2 separate regions of the Hordeum vulgare genome follow, and region 2 is linked to region 1. A link is a contact called in public Hi-C data. All regions are on one chromosome and are shown on one strand. Each heading gives the region's core, a stretch centred on a gene start, on an enhancer-like site or on the middle of the called end of the contact. The rest is flanking DNA. Distances are from core to core; before and after follow the strand shown. Region 1 holds the start of LOC123395880 (9-cis-epoxycarotenoid dioxygenase NCED5, chloroplastic-like). Region 2 has its middle 180 kb from the start of LOC123395880.

Evidence for each region. A called contact is a pair of places that touch in the nucleus more often than the background predicts.
Region 2: a Hi-C map of leaf shows a contact between it and region 1, with 2.2 times the contacts expected there. The contact joins the enhancer-like site here to the promoter of LOC123395880 in region 1. A contact is called at or near these places in 4 of 6 Hi-C or Micro-C datasets (leaf and seedling).

The regions. Positions count from the first base shown.
Region 1 is chr5H:15,781,217-15,788,445 of MorexV3_pseudomolecules_assembly, reverse strand. It overlaps LOC123395880 (9-cis-epoxycarotenoid dioxygenase NCED5, chloroplastic-like), which reads left to right and starts at 2,646. Exons shown (of 1, transcript XM_045090912.1): 1 at 2,646-5,191. The coding sequence starts at 2,820. The coding sequence ends at 4,643.
Region 2 is chr5H:15,966,224-15,973,452 of MorexV3_pseudomolecules_assembly, reverse strand. No RefSeq gene overlaps it. Among protein-coding and RNA genes, the nearest start is that of LOC123395880, 180 kb to the right of the region's middle. Within about 2 kb of position 4,717, at least 3 of the 3 cell types and tissues checked have open chromatin away from gene starts, as enhancers often do. A contact at or near this core is called in leaf and seedling, where this site is marked.

The DNA.
Region 1 (7,229 bases), core at 1,397-3,896:
AGAAACTTTGAGCACCGCTTAGTTCTAGGGTAAATCAAAATTATTATTCAAGCATTTAGTGATGCAATGTTTCACTTAAAATGGGTTTTCAGTTACTCGTGTAACTGAGAAATTGTCGAGGACCATGTTACTAGATATCAAAATCCATGCAAGTGCAACAGAATGAAAATATCTATCTCACGACAATTTACAAATGAACCAGCCATAGACCATATTCACTTTGAAAATATTTAACCGATCTCATAGAGGGGCATCAACTTTTAAGTTTGAACTGTGCATACCAAGAACCTGAATTTTCTAGCGAAGCCGTTCCATAGTGAAGTACAATCGACTTGGGTCTAGACCACTTTTTAGCATTTATAAAATAAAAATGTGTCTAAGAACGCATATACCATATACCTTTGGTATCGACATGTGGGACCCCAGATGATAAATATAAAATTATATCTGTGTAATTTAAATCACAAAGAATAAAAGAGGACTACAATAATCATAATGTTTTTCAATTTTTCATAGATGAAATAAACAAGTTGCTAATGTTTTCTAAATATGGGTGTTATTGGTGAAACATGACCCAAAATAATTGAAATTTATGAGAAATGTTAGTGGCATATTCTTAAAATATAACTGAAATAATTGAAATGTGTGTGAAAATTATGAGGTATCTTTCTAAACTATTTTCTAACAGTAAAAAATGTGTGCCCATAACTATAATATTTTGAAATTGACAGAATAAATACTAAAGTATAGATTAGAAAACAAGGAACTATAGATTATTAATTTTGAAAAGGAGTTCTTAATATTTTTAAAGTTAGTGAATATGACATAAGTATTTGGAATGGGTGTGGGAACATTTCAATTATATCTGTAAATTATGTTGAAACAATGAAATTTTGGTAGCAAGATGTTTTTGAATTGATAGAAAAAATAGTAAAAGAATGAAAATAGAGTGAAATGCCTCCTAAATTTATTTATATTTGATTGGATTAACTGAAATTAATGAGTTATTTCTAAAAATTAAAAAATTAAAAGTGATTGTTACAATTGATTTTCGTAATAAACATAGTTTTTGATGACAAAAATATTTAACCTATCCAAAGGAAAAAAGTTCTTTTTTAGAACAACACTAACTTATTTGAAAAAATAATTTTTGTGAGTCATGTTAAGGTTATATGAAATGTTCAAAGTATCAAATATTATTTCTAGTAAATTATTCAATATTTTTTTCAAATATATTTCCAATCTGCGTATAATATATGTATACTATTTCTGAAACATAAAGAAAAATGTGTAGAAAATAATAAAATTGTGTACCAATATACATACGTAAATGTTTAAAAAACCTAGCACCAGCTTTGTAATTATTGCAAATCGAACGTTTTCATGGCAAATTATGTTGGTGTTTCTTTTATCAAGCATGTCAAATCCTTGCGACGTTTAGTTTTGTTTTTTGCTAGGATTTGCCATGCTTGGTAAAGAAAATTTTCATTTGCAGGACAACATAGTTTGTCATAAAGAAATTTGATTTTCCATGAGTTACATATTTAGTTGGTTTTGAAACTTCATTTTTCGTGACTGTGAGAAATGGTGTGAATGTCTACTCAATTAATTAAATACGACTAAAACTATTAAAATTTGCATCAATATATCTGAATCCGTTTGAAACAAAAATACTTACAATTGAAAACATTATTGATTTTTCTAATTCTATGAGAAGGAACATTGGTTAATTAGTTTTGCAAATATTATTGTTTTGAGCGCCTTGCGTGAGGTCCATGTCGAATACCGAGCTACATAAAATGCAGATACAAATCTAATCAAAGAGAATACGTTGTTTGTGATGTAGTATAGCACTAATACTCTCTCCGTCACGGTTTAGAAAGCAAAATTAAAATTACTTGTGTTTTGATAATAAACAACGTTCAGGACGCATTGCATTACTCATAATAGTTAATTACTAGTACAATGTTGTACTCCCTCCGTTTCTAAATATAAGTCTTTTAAGCGATTTCAATAGGTGTCTACATACGAAGCAAAATGATTGAATGTACATTCTAAAGTATGTCTATATACATCCATATGTAGTCCACTAGTGAAATCTGTACAAAGACTTATATTTAGGAACGGTGGGAATATTATTTTTATCCGTATGCATAATGTGAATGCTATTTTTAAGTTTATCCCACAGCCAATCAATAACTATTTAGGTTTCAGAAAATTTTCAAATACACCTTCTAAACGGCGAAGGAAGGAGTACCTCGATAAAAAAAAAAGATTATAGCACTAATACCTTTCGAGGTGTCAGCATGCTATTGGTTGAGAGCACTCGTTTGCCCTCGCATCAACACGAGGCACAAGTAAACGCGTAGGGTGAAAATCCCCAAACTGCCCCCACGCGAACAACGGGCAGGCGAAAAGGAGAAGCGAAAACGAGCAGGAGAGGAGGAGGAAAAAGGAAAGGAGAAGAGAAAAGAAGAGAAAAGTGGTCGTCGTCTCGTCGGGAGTGGGGGTGTGGGGAGTGAACCACGTGGTCTCCTGCCACTCCGGCGCGACGACTCACCTCACCTCACCTCCTCCCCCTGTCCCTTCTCCCCCCCTCCCAAACTCTATAAATATCCCTCCCGCCTTCCCCCACCCTCACCATCCCATCTCCCTCACTCCCATCACCCACTTCCTCTGCTCTCCCTTCCCTTCGCCCCCCACACCAAGATCGCCGATCGTCCGCGCTCGCTCGCCGGAGAGAACTCGAATCGATCGGACCAGCTCTCTTCTTCTTCTTCTTCTTCTTCTTCTTCTTTTACTTCTCGCGAGGATCAGCGATGCAGACTCTGTCGGCGCAGCCCCTCGCCTCCTCCTCTTCGATACAGCGCCACCATGGGCGCCGACGCGGCCCCGGCTCCGTCCGGTTCGCTCCCCGCGCGGCCGCCGCGGCTGCCGCCACGTCCACCAGCACGGCCCGCTCGCCGGCGTACGTCTCGTCGCCGTCCACGAGGAAGGTGCCCGGGTACGAGCAGTCGTCGCCGCCTGCCATTGCCTCGCCGCAGAAGCAGGGGAGCAGCGGCGGCGAGGGCGAGCAGAGCCTCAACTTCTTCCAGCGCGCGGCGGCCGCGGCGCTCGACGCGTTCGAGGAGGGGTTCATCAACAATGTCCTGGAGCGGCCCCACGCGCTGCCGCGCACGGCCGACCCGGCCGTGCAGATCGCCGGCAACTTCGCCCCCGTCGGCGAGCAGCCCCCCGTGCGCGCCCTCACGGTCTCCGGCCGCATCCCGCCCTTCATCAACGGCGTCTACGCCCGCAACGGCGCCAACCCCTGCTTCGAGCCCACGGCCGGCCACCACCTCTTCGACGGCGACGGCATGGTCCACGCCATCCGCATCCGAAACGGCGCCGCCGAGTCCTACGCCTGCCGCTTCACCGAGACCGCCCGCCTCTCCCAGGAGCGCGCCGCGGGGAGGCCCGTCTTCCCTAAGACCATCGGCGAGCTCCACGGCCACTCTGGCATCGCGAGGCTGGCCCTCTTCTACGCGCGCGGCGCCTGCGGCCTCGTCGACCCGTCCCACGGCACTGGTGTTGCCAACGCCGGCCTCGTCTACTTCAACGGCCGCCTCCTCGCCATGTCCGAGGACGACCTCCCGTACCAGGTCCGCGTCACCGCCGGTGGCGACCTCGAGACCGTCGGCCGCTACGACTTCGACGGCCAGCTCGACTGCGCCATGATCGCGCACCCCAAGCTCGACCCTGTCTCCGGCGAGCTCTTCGCGCTCAGCTACGATGTCATCAAGAAGCCGTACCTCAAGTACTTCTACTTCCACGCCGACGGCACCAAGTCCGCCGACGTCGAGATCGAGCTCGACCAGCCCACCATGATCCACGACTTCGCCATCACCGAGAACTTCGTCGTCGTGCCCGACCACCAGATGGTGTTCAAGCTCGCCGAGATGTTCCGCGGCGGCTCGCCGGTGATGCTCGACAAGGAGAAGACCTCCCGCTTCGGCGTCCTCCCAAAGTACGCCAAGGACTCGTCGGAGATGATGTGGGTGGACGTGCCGGACTGCTTCTGTTTCCACCTCTGGAACTCGTGGGAGGAGCCGGAGACGGACGAGGTGGTGGTGATCGGCTCCTGCATGACCCCCGCAGACTCCATCTTCAACGACACGGACGACCACCTCGAGAGCGTGCTCACCGAGATCCGGCTCAACACGCGCACCGGCGAGTCCACGCGGCGGGCCATCCTGCCGCTGGAGAGCCAGGTGAACCTCGAGGTCGGCATGGTGAACCGCAACATGCTGGGCCGGAAGACGAGGTACGCCTACCTGGCCGTGGCCGAGCCGTGGCCCAAGGTGTCCGGGTTCGCCAAGGTGGACCTGGTGACCGGCGAGCTGACCAAGTTCGAGTACGGCGAGGGCCGGTTCGGCGGCGAGCCGTGCTTCGTGCCCATGGACGGCGAGCACGCGCGCCCCGGCGCCGAGGACGACGGCTACGTGCTCTCCTTCGTGCGCGACGAGGACGCCGGCACATCCGAGCTCCTGGTCGTCAACGCCGCCGACATGCGGCTCGAGGCCACCGTGCAGCTGCCGTCCCGGGTCCCCTATGGCTTCCACGGCACATTCATCGGCGACGCCGACCTCGACGCCCAGCACTAATCGATTCCTTGGTTCTTTGACTACGCCTCAACAACGCCATTGCTCCTCTCGCCCTCCATCCCTCCCATCTTCTCGGATGAGAAGCAGAGGAAGCAGGGCAAGGAAAATTTGGAGGGAAAAAAAGCTTTTCCAGAGGGAGCCACAGAGAGAGGTCCCCGGAAGAGGAAACAGTTAGCGGCGGTTACTCATCACCACTCTCTTAATCACTTGGTTTTTTGGTTGCTTCCTTTTTTACATTCTCACTAAGTATTTACTAGTGCATGGTAGAATCATCAGGGTAGTATAGTAAATACTAGGGGGAATTTAGAGAGGTAGGGAGAGAGCTTGAAGCTTTGGCACTGTGGCTGTACAGGGTGCTGAGAGCTCAGCTGGATCCTGTTTTTCTAGAGAGAAGACAAGAGAGAGGAATTGAACCACCCAGTTGTGCTGGAGCAACTGAGGTGCTGTTGGGGACTCAATTCCTTTTCTCTGCTGTGTATATACACTCCTCATGATCACTGTGATATAGTAGCAGTAGTAGTAATAATAAAGCTTGACCATCTTCATCATCTTCCAATGTGTCCATTGCTCTGCTCTTCCCACCAAGTGTCCATCTCCTTCATTTCTCTTGGATGCCGACAAGTCCCGAACGCTTAGGATTTTGCCGGTGGCAAACCGAACGGTTTTTTTTGGCAATTTATATATGCAGGGATCACATGTTTACTTGCTAACCATGACAATTCTGCTCTTTGTTTGTTTTCTGTCAAAAGAATTATCGTGCTTGTCTATAAATTTTGCCATTAACATTGTCATAGAAAACAACGTTTAATTTGTCATGGGCAATTCTCGAATGTTTGACATTTATCATTTCCTTTTTTTTACTGAATTGGGCCCAGTAAATTTCTTAGATAATTTTTACTGAACTGTTATTTTCTTTAGGAAGAGATTGAATGGATCAAATTAATCTTAAAAATGCTTAACGTATAAAAAGTTATAATTTGGGATTCTTTATTTTCTAATTAACCTTTTTCCCCTGGTTTTCAAGGGGGTGGGATCCTCATCCTTCGTAATCTTCTATCAAAAGCCGTCTGTCTTTAAAACCCCCTGTAAATCTATGTATATATAGCATTATTGAATTAACCTGGGTGCTTTGTGTCGGCTTGTGGGATTTCTGTTGGCTTGCTGTTCCTGTTCCTGCATGCTGCCGCATTATTTCCACAGCAATGTCTGGTGCCACATTAAAACGCCGGCCTTTTGCCTTTGCCTTTGCTTGCTTTTCCCCCACAAAACACACAATCTGTGGGGCTGCTCGTCCTTGTGCTTGTTTGGTGGTGTCTGTCTCCTTCTCCATAATTTTGGGAGGCATTGATTCATCAACTTGGGTTTGAGGCGAATTGATGATTGGAGACCACCGTCCGGGCCCGGGGTGAATTTGTAGCTGAAAAGGTGGTGCAGTCAATTCAGTTGAATGTTGGTCAGTGCCCAATTTATGTAATGCTCCACACAATGTAAACAGCTTCGCCTTGTGATAAAAACATAAATATTCTACTGTCATTTCTAGGTTTTAGAGCATCTACAACCGGACGTCCCAAACCTCGCGTAATTAGACGGACCGGTCCCTGATTGAAAAAACCCGTCTCACCCTAGCTCGGTAAATCAGCCCAAACGTCTGAACCAACAATCATTCCTCATATTCAGCTCAAATCTGGAGCGGATATGAAAAATTGGAAAGCCAAAGTGCACACGGACACATCCATCACATTGGATCTGACCCCCATGTTCTATCCCTACCCCACATATACCCGTCCCATTGGTCCCCGGATGAAACCCTAGTTACTTTGCTCCACTCAACCCCAAATCTCCTTCCCGACGATCTTTAGCCTTTCGCTGCATGGCGGGCAACAAACCCAAATCCTCGAACACTTAATCTATGTGACCTCGTCTCGTTCGGCCTCGTGGAGGAGATGTCCATCTGCATTGCGCTCCGCCGCTCCTCGGAGGAAACCGCCTGACAACAATCGAACTTGCTATAGCTGATCCATTGCGTCCGTCCAAATGGCGCTTGGATCCCGCGGTAGGCACATCACCGCAGCCTCGCCGAAGGCCGCGCGGTTCGTTTGGCGCCCTAACCTCTTTGTTGTCATGTGCGAATCGGAGATAAACGTATATACTTATGTCGTGTCGTGGGCGAATGCTAATATGCCGTGACGTGCCCGCTGTGCCGGATAGAGGGTGTGGGAGGCTGCGAAAGCCCTTGTGGCAGATGCCAAGGAGGTGGAGTTGCACACCGCGCCGCTACTACGGGTCACCGACAACCCTGGGGCCGCAAACTGTGTCGTGATGGACGTATCGTGCTCCAACCGTGATGGATATACCGTGGACCTCATCGACCGGGGACATGCATGCCAAAGGTCCGACAAGGAAGAGTAGGGCATGGGGATGATGCCACCTTGTGTACCGTGAGGCAGTCTATGTCCCGTGTCTTACCCTACTTTGCGAGTGAGCGCACCTTTACTCTGAGTAGTGCACTCGGATGTCACAAATTGGCACTGCCATGGTGCCGACAAATATTTAGATTAGGTTATATGTCATGTGTAATTGTATGAA
Region 2 (7,229 bases), core at 3,468-5,967, 180 kb before region 1:
TAGTGAGACACACTCTTTGACATGGTTGTTTGAAAAATGGTTTTAGCTTTGCTCTCTCTTCAAAATAAAGATTCACAAAATCCACAATGCATGTTCTTCTAGAAGGCATATTGAAACTTGGACATGCAATTGACATCACTTCTCTAAAACCAGCTTTTTAAGTAAATAAAAGTATACTTACCAACCGAATTTGGTTCGGTTAGTAGCCCAGCTAACCGAATTTTTCTGTACAAACTAAAAAACCGAAAGTTCGGCCTTTTCGGTTTCGGTTTCCATTTAGTTTTTAGTTGGACAGTTTTATGCCGAGGCCTATTCACATGACCAAACATCGTGTCAAGGGAAGTGTGGCTCATGCATGGCTGGTAAAAAGAAAATAGTAATAATTAAAGCAATTGACAAAACGACAACTTCTTGTTACTACTCGACAATAATAATATTAGAGTGGTGAACAAGAGTACCATAGGTCAAAAAGCAGAAGAGATTAGCTACTTAGTTTGCAAAAAACCCGAACAAAAACAGTTGCACCATGCCTAGAAAGAAGGGCGCCACGACCGACCTAACCCCCACAAGACCCCCACCCACCATTGAAGAGAGGACACCATTGATGTTGCCTGCAATGCCATCGTCATCACTCATGGCGTCTCCTTGAGTAAGGTACTTGAATTTTGGCATGGATGATCCGTCATGAACAAGGCACGAGGACCCTATTGGCCAGACGAAACAATCGATCACAAAAGTAGCTCTTCTGGTTCCGACAGGCTCCAAACTGCCCATGGTCCGACATATTTGCCGCCGTGTCGCCTTGCAACACCGCAGCTCTGACTTCACCCATATAAACTAGGCGTTTTTGCTGAGATGACACATTAAGCTGAGTATCATAATATTATAGTATATCATACTAAATGATGTACTAGTACATATCATGTATGCTAATAAATGATATCTTTATGATGATACTATGCAATGTGTATGATACTTTACACAGTGACCAGCCATACAATAAAATATGGAGTTAATTACAAAAGAGACTACATGTATGCATGTTCAATCTTAGTGTTGGCTCAGACAGTACTCATCAGCCATTTATACTAGAATGAAGTTACGGAGTCCTGTCACACTTTGCCCTCTCTAGCTGAAATGATACTCCAACTTACATATAGCATGTATGTCAAAGTCATTATGTAGGTATTCGGTAGAACGGATGATACTTGGTGTGCAAGGTTCAACACAGGCAAGTCAAAACTGACCAAGCACTATGAGACTACGCACCTGCTCAAGTTGGCCTTGTTATCCAGGGGGAATATAATGTGGACAATTTTAGATTGTCATGCAAGCTATCATGCCTAGGAATATTGGCTTGTGGTACGGCCGTGGACCGTGCTGGTTCAATTCTACTTGGCTTGGTCGGAACTACTCACCACAAAAGAACGCACTGAAGTTGCATTTGACCGTAGAAAATGTAGCTAAAAAAATGAGCAACATGCATGCGTGAACTGTGGATCCTACGCATGCACATACGCACGTCGATTGACGTGGGCCGGCGGCCGGCAGCCGGAGAAGTACGTACCTTCGTCGGCGGCCGACCGCGCGCCGTTCCCGGACCAGCCGCGCGTACGTATAGGCTTACTAATCACGTGCGCCGACGCCGAGCCATGCATCCGACATGCATCATGCCAAGGGCCGGCCGAGGTTAGTGATCTACGTGGACGTACGAGTACATGCACCATGCATGCATGCCCCTCCACGGTTCAAGGGTACGTACGTACGTCGTATACCCGCGCGTTTGCGGCCGGTGGCTGGTCGGGCGTCGCCGTCCGTCGTGCGGGCCCCAACTAACCGACCGTGTCTGTAATCAAGCACATGCATTGACCGACGGGTCTCCAAATATTCACCGGTGACTAAACCACGCAACATATGCATGCATGCGCTTTTGAGTGAGTGAGTGAGTGACGCATACGCTTACGACGGAGACCACGTACCGACGGGCCAACGCCTTTTCAACCAGGAGAAACACGCCTTTCCAACCATCTGCCTCTTTCTCTCTCTCTCTCTCTCACCCGTTTTAGACGGTGAAAAGTATAAACTCCACCAGTAGAGGCGTAGGAGCAATGGCTGCAGGTACCCCTCGATCCAGTCGCTGACTGTGCATGGTTGATTTGATCATCTCCATGGATGATTACCGGTTGAAACGTGTCGAACAAATCAATCATATCCTGCACTAATACGTAACCGATACTTTTTAAACATGGTACGCACAAACTAGAAGAATTGGACGCGCTTTGCTGCGCCGTTGGTGCTATTGAATTTTCATAAGAAAATTACTCTCCCTATTTGAAAATATTAGGTGCATTTGTTTTTTTTGAAAAGGCAAACCTCTAAGTTTCACCAAATTTGTAAAAAAATGTCAAATCAATGTCATTGGCTTCATCACGAAATGGATTTAGTGCAAGTTAAAGAAATTCCTCTTTTGAAAAACAAATATGATTTATATTTTTGAACCGATTGGGTATTTGGTTTGGCGAGTTCGGAAGATGAGGGAGTGTTTTTTACATTTATTTATAATGCGGTGTTATGGGGCTTTGCACGGTGTGATTCTGGGTTATCAGCTAAACAATCCATACCTATGTGGTGAAATTTTCTACATCAATGGCTTCATGTTTCCACTTCTTTTTTCTATGTGGTGCGGTGGTGCGTGAGATTGATATGTTTCTATAAGTTGGTCGATGTTATTTGTTAAAAATAATCATTGACACCGTCAAAATATGAACCAAATAAATTAAATACCTTAATCAAATAGGAGAGCTCAAAATTAAGGAGAATAGTGAATTAAAAGAATGGAATGAGAGAGTTCATTAAGAAATTATTGACCCGATAAAATTAGTAAATCTATATTATAAAATATATTTATATACATTCATATGTAGTTTATAGTAAAAAAATAAAAAAGTATTTAAAAACGAAGGGAGTACGATGTACAAGTAAAAACTCTTTCGTTGATGGAGGTATATAGAAATTGCATGCACGCATGCATCACCATAAGAAATATCTAGGGAGGAACGACATGCATCATCATATGGCTTGGACCCGCACCTCATGGGCTGGCTTCGGTCGATCTGGTAGAACTGTTCAGCGTACGTGTGGGCCGGTGGATGCAGACTAGCTTGCAGTGTATATCCACCAAAATCATTTTCTTAATCGGACCTGAGGGTATTAGGAAAGGAAAAATCTTGCAACTTGCAATGGTAGCTAGTGACTCCATGTATTAATTTCTTGCAAGTTGTGAGGTTTATCTACTGTGTATAGTACCACAGATATGCAAGTGTACGCATGTGTGCATGTTCTTGTCCTTCTCCTTCTTCGGTTGGTGATGAGTCAACTTTGATTTTGTCCAGTATCACTGTATTAGCTCATCCATGTGTGCATACATACTACACCCTCTGTAAATTAATATAAGAGTGTTTAATTAGATTACTAAAGTAGTATTCTAAATGCTTTTATAGTAGTTTACAGAGGGAGTATTATATATTTCCGTTTGAAAATACTTGTCATAAGAATGGATTTATCTAGATATTTTTAGTTCTAGATATATTTATTTTTATCTATTTATGCAACAAGTAATTTCCGGCCGGAGAGAGTACCTGTCTTTCCATGCATTATGTATATCCTACTTGGCAATTGAAAAACGACGGCATCAACATATATCTGGTATTTCTCCAATCAGCCAATGGGTTTTAGCTATATAATTAGTACCAGTGGCGTTCCTCTGACATGCTCTTCATGGTCTCACATGTAAACATCAGAGGCAACAGTTTCCATAATGATGGTACCGGTCAGTGCATGATACTGCAATTAAAGAAGCGGCAGGCTGCAGGTGAGATCGGACCGGTAGCCGGTAGGTACTCTCTACTCTGTGTGGCAGTTGGTAGTTTTTTCCGGTACCAGAGACCAAAGGTTGGTACTCCATCTGATGAAGGGAGAAAGATTCCAAAAACCTTGATTTCGGTAGGCCCAATATGCCCAATTTGCGATGTACGTACGCGTGAGAGAGATTGAACTATATGCAGGGACCAGACCAGACTGAGGTAGCTCCGTGGGCCACTTGCCACATGCATGATCTGCTGCAAATGATGCACACTTAAACTGTTATTAATAAATGAATATAAACAAGCAAATATCAGGATAGCAAGGTTAGCGTTTGGAATGTACGATCAATAATTCAGGTGTGCATTTTACACAGAGGAATCTTCTGGAGGGCAATCATGATGCCCATGATATGATTATAAAAGTGATCATATGATTAGAAGATCATTAGCGCGCGGCGATTTGCCGCTCAAATGATGGCGGCAGGAGGGTCGTACGTGTGTAATAGACCAGCTGAGTAGTCAGGCAGTCGATGTCGATCGATAATTAATGGGGACTTGTAGTCATGCACGTACATGTGCGTGAGATGTGCAGGTTGCCACGATCTTCCATCTTCATCCATGCATGAGATGGACATGGAGGTCGATGGTCGAGGTCGACCGGCCGACGCTGAGGTGGTTGCAGATAGCGTCCATGTGACTCCATGTGCGCGCGCGGGCGCCGGCGTACGTCTGATCGGCCGGACGGACAGACGGCGGACGGTCCGTCGTTCGTTGGCGCGCGGGACCGGCCGGCAGGCCGGCCGTCCGCCGCAGGGTCCCCGCCCAAGCTCGATCACAACAAAATGCATGCATGCATGCGTGGTTTGCTCGACACACGCATGGATGTGTCCCTGTCATTGGCCTCTCGGCCAAGATAGTCGTACCAGTACATTTGTTGCTTTTCGAAGAGAGTTTGATAGCAGAACAAAGCAAGAATGTTAAACACAATTGAACTAACACGTGAAGTAATTTCATAGGATCGTCACAAAGATAATAATCGTAGCAGTATGGCTATGATCTCTAAATATCCCAACCTCTAGACTTGGGCTTGTTGTTCAAAACAAGTGCGGGATTTTTTTTTGGAAAAGGAGGTTAAACCCCCGGCCTCTGCATCAACTATATTTATTAATTATTTCATAATGATTTAACAAAAATATACATCAATCCATGTGAAACCACCACTCAAACCTATAAACCCGATAACGTGGAATGCTTTCACTTTTCATATTTAAAATCGGTGTCGTCACCAATCCATCCGCATAACGTATCGGGACCAACAACTGATGCAGCAGACCTAAAACGCACACCATTGCACATGTTTTAGAAGCCATCATCATTGGACCATTGACTCATCTTCAGGAGAGAGATCCGCATCATCCTTGCTAGTCCGGACATTCGTCGACACCACCACGGCGCCAATGCCATGCGCTCATTCGTCCAGAGGCGGAACTCTAGAAGAAATGTCATGCGTAACACCTGCCAACCAGGCATGACTCGGCGTATCATCTGTCGGCCAGGCATGACTTGACGGCTCCGCAAAAGCTTCGTGCAAGACGAAACCGTTCAACCTCCTCCATCTGTGATCGAGCGCTTCTCCATAAAAGATGCTCCCAATAGAGAAACGACACCGCAGTACCGCCAACGTCCGATCTGAAAGGCCAGATCTTAGGGTTTCCCCCGAAGCAGTGCCCACCACCAGCAACCGTCAAGGATTCACACAGTGCCCACCATCACTCAGCCCTCAAGGTGACTCCTTCAGGAAGGTCATGACGTCAAAGACTTTGCTACCGCCCACCGAAGTTCAGGTTTTCACCCGAGAGGCAGGTAGGGGGGAAGTGGAGGAGCAGAGGAAGACCAACATCTCCAAGAAGAAAATCGCCCTTGAGCATCGTCGTATGTGCGGCCGGCCGGGACCGACCAAGGGGTTTCCCCCAATCTGGATCTCCTCCACCGGCTTCACCCGCGGCCATTGGCCCGGGTCCCGACAGGACACGCCGGCACCGCGAGGAACCCGCAGGAGGGAAGCACACCGATCAGGGCCGGAGGACAACGGTCAGATCAGGCGCCGCCGGCCGCCAGAGCAGCCATGCCAGGCCCTGGTCCATCGACGATCCGTCGGTCGTCTGACCAGACTACTCGCACCACGCTAGCCCCGTCGCTCAGCGCATCACGGAGGAGCATCGTCGAAAGGGCCGCCTCCCCAGATCTCATCGCTCTCCAGCTCAAGGCGGGGTATCAAGGGCCCCGCCGCTACGGTCCACGGCTGCGGCATGGGCTAGCCCGACGCCAGCCTAATGCGGCGGCGAGGAAGGGAGGGAGAGGAGATGGCTATGCCGACGGTGGGAGAGGGGTCACCCCTGAGTCGCCCGAGAGCGTTGGACTTCGGGATGGATGGGAAGAGGGTGAGGAAATGGTTTTGGATCTAGTCTCTGTTGCGAAGGAGGCGGTCGGAGGCGGGAGATCAGGCGGCGGCGGCGGCGGCGGAGCTCCCTCCCGCTGTGGGCGAGGGAGCCGCAAACCCAAAGTGTAATTATTCATAAAATTGGATGGATAATTTCACTTCCTCGTTCTCTGCACAAAATATGAATGCATACGGTCTTTTAAGTATGACTATTAGGATTTTTATTTGGTTACACATAAGCCTAACCTAGTCCTCGATAAAAAAGTGACTATCCAAGCCTGGTCTAACCCTTGATAAAGAAATGAGTATTAGAAAAGTCTGGTCCTTCAAAATAAGTAGGAATCTAAATTTGTCTCAGTAAGAATTCGAACCCAGATATTAAGTAGATGTTAAGTTTATACATCCATTCTCTCAATGAATTGAGGTAGGCTCACTCCCCAAAACAAGTACGAGCTAGTAGTTCGACCAATTTAATCGACAAGTAAAGCGATAAGAACATACTACCACGGGGAAAATTACGGTTGTATTGTAGCCGGAGTTTCTTAATTTGGAGCACAGGTGAAATTATTTTGGTGTCTATAGCCATCTGCTTTATATTAATTTAGTGAGCTAATTAATATTTCATCACCTAACCACTGATTAATCGGATTTGATATTATCAGCACCTAGTGATTTATTGGGATCAAAAGTGAAGGGGTCCAATTAACTAACTACTACCAGACGTCTGTACGTGTGCACAAGGGGTGGGATAGTAGTTAATAACACGACGACTCAATCACATAACAAAAATCTCAAATTTCAATTATATATATTAGAAGATTGGTCACGGAGCATCTTGACCCGCCGCCTAATCAAGCTAGAAACCAGTCTATGATTTCTAACAACCAAACTAAGAGCAACTCTAGCAGACCCGCATCCCGTCGACC